3 separate regions of the Mus musculus genome follow, and all the other regions are linked to region 1. A link is a contact called in public promoter capture Hi-C data. All regions are on one chromosome and are shown on one strand. Each heading gives the region's core, a stretch centred on a gene start, on an enhancer-like site or on the middle of the called end of the contact. The rest is flanking DNA. Distances are from core to core; before and after follow the strand shown.

Evidence for each region. Capture Hi-C pulls out chosen DNA fragments and counts their contacts.
Region 2: a contact with region 1 is called in a promoter capture Hi-C map of adipose tissue. The contact joins the promoter of Ydjc here to the promoter of Serpind1 in region 1. A contact is called at or near these places in 9 of 39 promoter capture datasets (the C10 cell line, the HPC-7 cell line, cranial neural crest and 5 more), 2 of 115 datasets of contacts at active chromatin or transcription factors (the 230-238 cell line and embryonic stem cells) and 2 of 9 other capture datasets (adipose tissue and liver).
Region 3: a promoter capture Hi-C map of adipose tissue shows a contact between it and region 1. The contact joins the promoter of Aifm3 here to the promoter of Serpind1 in region 1. A contact is called at or near these places in 8 of 39 promoter capture datasets (the C10 cell line, the HPC-7 cell line, embryonic stem cells and 4 more), 1 of 115 datasets of contacts at active chromatin or transcription factors (embryonic stem cells) and 3 of 9 other capture datasets (adipose tissue, liver and pancreatic islet).

Annotation. Positions count from the first base shown.
Region 1 is chr16:17,329,956-17,332,867 of GRCm38.p6, forward strand. It overlaps Serpind1 (serine (or cysteine) peptidase inhibitor, clade D, member 1), which reads left to right and starts at 1,416. Exons shown (of 5, transcript NM_008223.4): 1 at 1,416-1,492. The region is part of intron 19 of Pi4ka (phosphatidylinositol 4-kinase alpha); the gene reads right to left.
Region 2 is chr16:17,145,510-17,148,421 of GRCm38.p6, forward strand. Ydjc (YdjC homolog (bacterial)) reads left to right here and starts at 1,458. Exons shown (of 5, transcript NM_026940.4): 1 at 1,458-1,637; 2 at 1,724-1,883; 3 at 2,089-2,188; 4 at 2,288-2,465; 5 at 2,647-2,912. The coding sequence starts at 1,474. LOC115488656 (a long non-coding RNA gene) reads left to right here. Exons shown (of 3, transcript XR_003951945.1): 3 at 453-515. It also overlaps a transcript of Ccdc116 not described here.
Region 3 is chr16:17,490,418-17,493,329 of GRCm38.p6, forward strand. It overlaps Aifm3 (apoptosis-inducing factor, mitochondrion-associated 3), which reads left to right and starts at 1,504. Exons shown (of 20, transcript NM_001291070.1): 1 at 1,504-1,686. The coding sequence starts at 1,656.

The sequences.
Region 1 (2,912 bases), core at 166-2,665:
GAGCAGTAGTTTGAGTCATCTGTGGTGTCTGAATAAGAGGCTCATATGTGTGAAAACTTGGTCCCTAGCTGTGGAACTGTTTGTCAAGGACTAGGAGGTGTGTATTTTGGGTGGTGTTTGACATTTCAAAAGACTTGGCCCACTCCCAGTGTGCCCTTGCCTCCTGCTTGTAGTTCATGTGAACTCTTGAAGTTCCTGTGGTCATGCCTTCACTCTACCATCACAGACTCTAACCCTCTGCAAACTTAAGTCCTATTAACCCTTTCTCCTGTAACATACCACAGCAAAAGTACCTAACATACCACATCCAGCATTTTTTCTTTACAGGAGAGAATGCTAACTATAGTTTCAGTCAAGGTGCTCAATATGGTTTCCTAAGACAGAAAAGTGACATCCAAGTGACACCCACATACTGCTCTGCAAGGAAGATGCACCAAAGAGAAACAGCATTTAAGTACCAAGGGCTCAGAGCCTGCTAGGGCTGAAGCTGCAAAGCAGTCCCTAATAGACTGGAGAGTCTCTCTGAGCAACTCGATGCTGCTCCTGGTAGAGATGTATGTGGAGTTAACACACACACACACACACACACACACACACACACACACACACACACACACACACATTCTCTCCCTCCCTCTCTCTCACTTATACACACATACATGCACACACACTCTCTCATACAAACACACACACACTCTCTCACACACACATTCTCTTTCAGACACACACACGCACAAAGACACATATATACACTCTCACACAGATACAACTTAGTACAATATAATCCAAAGATATATTAATTTGGTAACTATATGCTGAGGAATGACAGTAAAAACAACATTTTAAAAGTTTTTGAGGGCAAGACATAGTGGTACATGCCTTCAATTTCAACACTCAGGAGGCAGAGACAGGCAGATCTCTTGTGAGTTCAAAGCCAGTCTGGTCTACATAGTGACAGCCAGGGCTACACTGAGAAACCCGTCTTGAAAACAAACAAACAAACAAACAACTCCAAAGGTCTACACCAATTTATGCATTTCCTAAGTCACCAACCTTAACTTTCCCCTTCCCCTTTCAGTGAGGAAAAAGCTTCCCGTGAACTTAAGGTAACTCCATCTATTGTGTAGCAGCCTTCACACAGACGGAGACCCAGCAGGGGAAGACATGGCTCCCAGGACACTGAACAGTGCCTCAGGTATGCATAACTTCAGCGAGATGTGCTGAACAAGATGGTGCAGACGTGCTGACACAGATAGGAACACTCAACAGCCACACAGCAGCCACACAGAACTGTAGTTTGGAAGTAGCTTGTCCCTAAGTGATCAAAGTGAGCTGAAAGGGTTCTGCTGACAAAGCTACTTGAGTGGTGTTTGAGTTAGGACATATTTGCTTTGGAAAACACACAACAGCCCAGCACCAAAGTTCACATTGAAACCTGCTGCTGACCTTCTCTGGTCTCATCTCTGCCACACCACTGCTCAGAGGTACAGAGGTAAGTTTGGTTTCTAACATTTTTTGCCAATTATAAATTTTTATTTTTAATGCTTAGAGCTAAACAATTGGTTCCTTTATTGAGAAAAGAATATGTTATTTTTAAAATTTAGTTTAATATTCTTTAAAATTTAGTTTAATGTTTAGTTTAATATTAATATTGGTACAACTGACAAAAATGGAATTTGAATTTTAAGAGACAAGATTATTATACCTTTGATACTTTATACTGGAAACTGGGCATGGCAGCACAAGATTGAAATTCCAGCACTTGTAGCCCCTGGGTATCTATCACCCTAGGGCACAAAATCAATTTCTTTTCAAATTAGATAATTGTCTAGTGATTAAGAATGAGAATATTCTTGTTCTAGAGGAAGTTTCCACCTAAGCATTACTATTAAAGGTTAGAGGAATGTAAGAGATCTAACCTCAAAATGCCCAGAAAACGTGTACATATGTTGATACATATACATGTACCCCCCCATGTGCACCACATCACATCATACACACACACCACACATACACACGCACATACACCATACCACACGACACACACACCAACACACCCCACACATATACCACACCATACCACACCACACCACACACATATCATACCACACCACATACCATACCACACACACACACCACACCACACCACACACATACACACACCACACACACACATACCACACCGTGACACACACACACCACATCACACCACACACGCACACAACAGTAAAGGGAACACAGTGGCTGCTCTGCTACTCTATTCTTTCAATTCTTCTGTAAGTTTGAAGTTATTTTAACATAAAAAGGTTTCCCTTCTTGCTTGTTCTGTTTGGATCTGGAGAGATCACAGTAGGAAATGGTGTTCTTTATGACACATATACAAAAAGGCCAACTCCAATCCATGCAACTCTCAAGAATACACTATATGATGTTCCCATGAAAACAAAATTTTGATGAATATCTTAAAATTATAGCACTTTAATTCAAAGACAGCAATTTGAACGCATACACAACTTACAGGTATTTTTAAATGCCTTAATTTTTTTTTAATGAAACTGATGAGCAATATAGAAAGATTTATCTGTCAGATCGTTAATTTTCAATGCATAAAATAACTACATTTTTTCCTTTCTCTAAGAAGAGAATAATGAAAATTATGGCTTATGGCTTTTGGACATACCTTCAGGAACAGGGTATATGATGCTTACCCTTCAGAACCAACCCAACCCAACCCAACCTAACCAAACCAGAATGTGTTCTGAGTTCCAGGATAAGATGAAGAACATCTTTTCTATTTGGGCTCAGACTAGTCTCCTTGAACCTACATTAATTCAAGTTGGCTTTTCTTTTGTTCTTTAACATTATTGTAACTACTGTTTTAGCCAAGGAAATTTTTAACTGTAATCATAAAA
Region 2 (2,912 bases), core at 208-2,707, 180 kb before region 1:
TCTCTTAGCTGTAAAACAGTAGTAAATTACCAATATCATGGGCTTGAATCAAGAAACAGACATCCTATAATGAATGCTTCTCAGTTGGCAGAATGCTTGCCTAACATGCATGAAGTCTTTGGTTTAATTTCCTGTGCCACAAAAACCAGGCGTGGTAGCACATACCTGTAGCTCCAGCACTGGACAGGTGGAAGCTCTAGGATCAGACGTTCAAGGCTAGCCTCAGCTGAATGAATAGTGAGGTCAGCCTGGTATACATAAGACTGTTTCAAAACAGTATCAAGACAGCCACATTACCATGTCACCATGGTGATTATAGGTAAGTCATGGATAAGGAAGCTTACTGGACAAAGTCCAAAAGTGAGGTGACGGATGTAAGCATTGCCTTAAGCTCAAGGTGAAAGTGAACTAGTGCTTTCTTGAGTAAATCTGCCAGTTTTCTTGTTGTTTAGAGCTTTTGCTAAGAAAAAGCCTCCCCTTGGGAGAATCAGTGAGGAACAGACTGAAACAAAGAAGAGCAGCATTACAAGAATGAAATAACTTGGCATCATCATTGAGTGATGGAGAAAGGTAGGTGGCTGGTTTTTTTCTCAGAGAAAATAATGGAAGGACAATATACTGCCCAGAAACTTAGTAATGATAAACACTGAGAAGAGCAAGGGGAATTTCTCTTGAATATATTTCTCCTTTTCGACATTAAAAAAAATTACAGTTCAAAAATAAAAAAATGAGCTAGAGAACTCAGTGGTTAGGAAAGCTTACAGTTCTTGCAAAGGACTGAAGTTCGGTTACCAGTATGCGTTCACATTGTGGATCAAAACCAGGCGCGCATGCACACACGCGCACACACACACACATATGCGTGTGTGTATTTATGTATGTATATATATATACATATATATATATATACACGTGTATACACGTATATACATATATATGTGTGTGTTTATATATACTATATATATACACACACGTGTATACACATATATACATACATATGTATATATACATGTATATATACATAAGTATAAACACACATATATATGTGTGTGTATTTATGTATGTATATATATATACTATATATACACACACACGTGTATACACGTATATACATACATATGTATATATACATGTATATATACATAAGTATAAACACATATATGTGTGTGTGTGTATTTATGTATGTATATATATACTATATATACACACACACGTGTATACACGTATATACATACATATGTATATATACATAAACACACACACACACACACACACACACACACACACACGAACAAAAAAATAAAATTTGCAGAGCGTTAGCAGGACATTCAGAGACCTCTAGGTGGCGAGAACAATGGCGGCTTGCAGCCGCATTTAGGCGTGTGCGTCGGGGTGGGGCCTCGGCAGCGTTCGAGGGCGGGGTCTGGATGCTCCAACCTATTCCCTCTGCTCTCCAGCCAGGGTTTGGCAGCCATGGCTTTTCCCCGCGTGCGGCTGGTTGTCACCGCTGATGACTTTGGTTATTGCCCGCGGCGCGATGAGGGCATCGTAGAGGCCTTCCTGGCAGGAACTGTGACCAGCGTGTCACTGCTGGTTAACGGCACAGCCGCAGAGAGTGCGGCCGAGCTGGCCCGCAGGTGAGGGCGGTCCCCTACAGGACCCGGCTGGTTTAGGGGCTCCCACTTGGTGGCAGCCGGTGATCGCTCTCGCGCTCTGCCCGTAGGCACAGCATTCCCACGGGTCTTCACGCCAACCTGTCTGAGGGCCGTCCGGTGGGCCCGGCCCGCCACAACGCCTCGTCGCTCCTCAGCCCCGAAGGCTTCTTTCTCGGCAAGATGGGATTTCGGGAGGCTTTAGCGGCTGGAGACGTTGCTTTGCCCCAGGTGCGGAGACGTGGCTGCAGGGGAATACTCATCTTGATCTTCAAATCTCAGCCCAGAGGGTATCATGGAAGTCGTTGGGTCAAAAGCGGATGCTGGGTATACTCTCTAGTTCAAAGGCTGGAGCAGTCGCATCGTGGCACCAGACGGAGCTCCTAGTTTTGTGGCTGCTTCCCGAAGCTCATAGTATCTGTGCCCCTCCCTTCAGGTGCGGGAGGAACTAGAAGCTCAACTCAGCCGCTTCCGGGAGTTGCTGGGCAGGTCCCCCACGCACGTGGACGGTCACCAGCACGTGCATGTGCTTCCAGGTACGCGGCTTGATACTCCCAGGGCGGGGGGTGGGGCTTCTTTCCTGGGTTGATGGGAGGTCGATGGAGACTCCCCTCTGCGCCCACCCCTCCAAGCAGGCGTGTGTCAGGTGTTCGCCGAGGCGCTGCAGGCGTACGGGGTCCGCTTCACACGGCTGCCGGCAGAACGTGGCGTGGGCAGCTGCGCGTGGCTCGAAGCGCCAGCGCGCGCCTTCGCCTGCACGGTGGAGCGCGATGCCCGGGCCGCAATTGGCCCCTTCTCTCGCCACGGCCTGCGGTGAGCATCAGCCTTCCCAACTACATCCAACCCTGCCACGTCCCCAAAGATCCCAGTTTTGGTTGGTTTTTCTCAACCAAAAAAAAAAAAAAAGTTAGGAGTTGACCTACTGTCCTGCTCCACCCTCTGCCTATCCCGACCGGTCCTTGAGGCAACACCTCTGATATCCTGGCACTCACAGGTGGACCGATGCCTTTGTGGGCCTGAGCACTTGTGGCCGGCATATGTCAGCTCACCGAGTCTTGGGGTCACTGGCGCGGGCCCTGGAAGATATCCCTGCTGGCCACGCCCTGACTGCCGAGCTGATGGCACATCCCGGATACCCCAGTGTGCCTCCAGCAGGGGGCTGCGGTGAGGGCCCAGATGCGTTCTCTTGTTCTTGGGAGCGGCTGCATGAGCTGCACGTTCTCACAGCACCCACTTTGCGGGCTTGGCTGGCCCAAAATG
Region 3 (2,912 bases), core at 254-2,753, 160 kb after region 1:
AATCTCCCGCTAAGCCTGAGGCCCCAAGAATAAACTCCCGGAAAGGGAGGGACCCCAGATCCAAAAGCCAGTCTAGTCTGTTTGTACGATCTCAGCCCCAACAGGTGAGGGCTGAAACCAGACCGGAAAGAGGTGGGCAACGCTGAGACATGGGTGAAACCAGGACCTCTGAAAGGGTTCTCTGGTTCCCAGGAAGGGAGCTAGAGGGGCAGTTAGCAACTGAGTTTTATCCCTTGAGTTGTCTCCTCTTGCCCCGACAAGGGCCTTGGGTTCCTCACCTGTAATTTGCTTCGAAGGTCAGAAGCTAGCAGTGGCTGGTCCTTTCCCATTCTGTATTTCCTTCTTGACATGGGGACTGGGCTAACCTAGTGACTCCCAGCACGGTTCAGTGCAGGCTTCAGGAAGAATTTCCAGGTGACCCAGAGCCGACTGTTGGGTAGAATTTGGACAGATCAGTTGTAAACAGGGTAGTTACACCTTTGTCTTGAGCCTTCCAAAGTCCACATCTTCTAGAAGGCCCACCTATGGCCACAAGGACACAATGGCCACAGTGATCTGTTTACCAGGTAGTCTTGCTCTCCCGTTTGGAGCCTTAGAGTGACCTGAGCACGTCCCAAGGCCTTGCTTATCTTAGGATTTATTAGGGTGAGGAGTGGGGAAGACCACACAGATGCCCCTAACTGCTGCTTGACCTTGGTGAGACCTTGGACCCCAGTCTTTCTATCTTCTTCAGCACTGCACAGCCGCCTGAGGGGTGGGGAAACTTATGGCTGCTGGGCTGCTGGGCATGGGGCAGAGGCAGAGCTGTGCGCTTGGTTTCCCTCTTCCCCCAACCCCATCAGTCCTGGGCTGGCTGCCCGCTTTTTTCCCCACAGAGCTGGGTTTCCCTGGGGACCAGTGGCTTGGCCTAGCCCCACACCCACAGCCCCCTCCTGGCCACAACTCATGCTAGAAGGCGGGCTGGACCCTCCAGGACACTGGCCTTCCGTGCCCTGCTGACCAAGGCCCAGTAGTCTCTCTCCATTGCTGGGCTGGGAGCAAGGAGCAGTGACTCCCATGGAAAGAGGTAGGTGACTAGAGGTTGCTAGTCAGGGCAGTGGCCAAGGCTGGGCTGGGACCCTTGTCACTCTCAGTGGAAGAAGAAGGATTCTGGGGACTCTGGTTGTCAGGGTTTTCTGTAGACGTGGTGGTCTTATCTAGGGAAATGGAGAGTCTCAGAGTCTCCAGACTTGTGGGATTTAGAAAAGGGGAATCTAGGGCTAGGTCTATGTAGTCGCAGGTTTATGGGCAGTAGCAGATATTAGAGCACAGAGGGTCTCCAACAAAGGATGCAGTAAGGGGAATCTGAGGTTCCTATGCCTAGAAGCCTCAAAGGGAGACAGATGCCCTACAAACAAGATCTGCCCTCCTCATGTAAGACTCTTCCAGGATTCCTCAAAGATGCCTCTGACTCTACCCAGACCTGCATCAGTGCTAGGACCCAATTTCCCATCTCCCCTGCAGGTCCTAAAGCTGTCTAGCTGGCATGGCAGCTCTAGCGTCTCTGAGGGCCACAGGGGGTCCAGTCCTGCAGGGCACATCCTAGACCTTGGACAGCTGGACAGCCTGCCATCGTGCTCCCACCAGCCAGGCCAGATCCCAGGCCACCGTTCACCATGGGCGGCTGCTTCTCCAAGCCCAAGCCAGGTACCTCCCCTTCTCTGACAGCCTCCCCCTCCCTCTGTACTTCACCAACCTCCAAAGTAGGTCAGGCTAGGCAGGAGCCCAGAATGCTAATGCACTGCAGGCAAGAAGGGTAAAAACCTAGGAAAGCTCTCCTGGACTCCTCTCCTGTAGCATCCCCCTTTTTATTTGGGACTTTGGGTGTTAGTGGTGGGGACAACAGCTGATCCTTCTTAGAAAGTTGAGTCTAGAAGGTTCCTCTTATGCTGCGCAGAGCTAAGGGCTACTTCTCCATTCTGGAGAAGAGAGGCTTTGGGGGATGTTCTTAGCCACAGTGTAACCTCTTTGAGTCTCAATTTCCCTCTCTATAAAATAGAACTGGACACTGCCCTCTTAGGGTGACTGACAGGGTATCATGGACAGGTCCCTACTCTTATCATCCTGTGACATATCAGACATCATCTTGGCTTCTCTGGGCCTCATCTCCTGTTTTGTGTTTTTGTTTGGGTTTTTGTCTTTTGAGACAAGATCTCACTATGTAGACCAGGCTGGTCTCATACTCACACAGATCCTCCTGCCTGTGCCTTGCAAGTGCTAGGATCAAAGGCATGTACCACTCTTCTGTTTTCTCCATGTATATAGGAAATCTTGCCTAGCCCTAGAAACTCCAGCCAGGGGTAGGATCATTCCAAGGTACTACAGTACTTAGGATCTACCCTGCCAGGGGACTCATGTCTTTGGGTTTCTCCCTCAGTCTGCACATTCCTTCTACCCTAGTCGTAACATCCAGAAAGCAGAACCTGTAGCCATGACAGGGATGCAGAAACTGAGGACTTCAGAGCCCAGTGAGTGCTCCACCCACCCAACTTGCCCTGGCTGGCTCACTCTGCCAGCTTGCTCAGCTCTCCTTACCTGATACCCATCAGCTCGGTTACCTTGGGACTCATAAGACTTTTCTTCCTTTCTTGGGTCTGAGGTAGGACTTGGGGGAGAAAGCGGAGCTGTGACCCACCCACTGGCAGTATTGGTGAAGATTGTCCATCCTCGCCTGAGTCTGTGCCAGATCCTACAGCCTCTGCCATAGGTGCCCACTGTCTTTGTCTCAGTTTCTTCATAGAGTGGGCAGGAATGTGCCTGCAAGATCCCATGGGAGTCCCATACTGGGCACCTGAGGGACTGCTTGGCTGGCAGGACATGGTGGGGACAAGATGCCACTCAGTCTCAATGAGCTGGCCTAATCAGGGACCCCT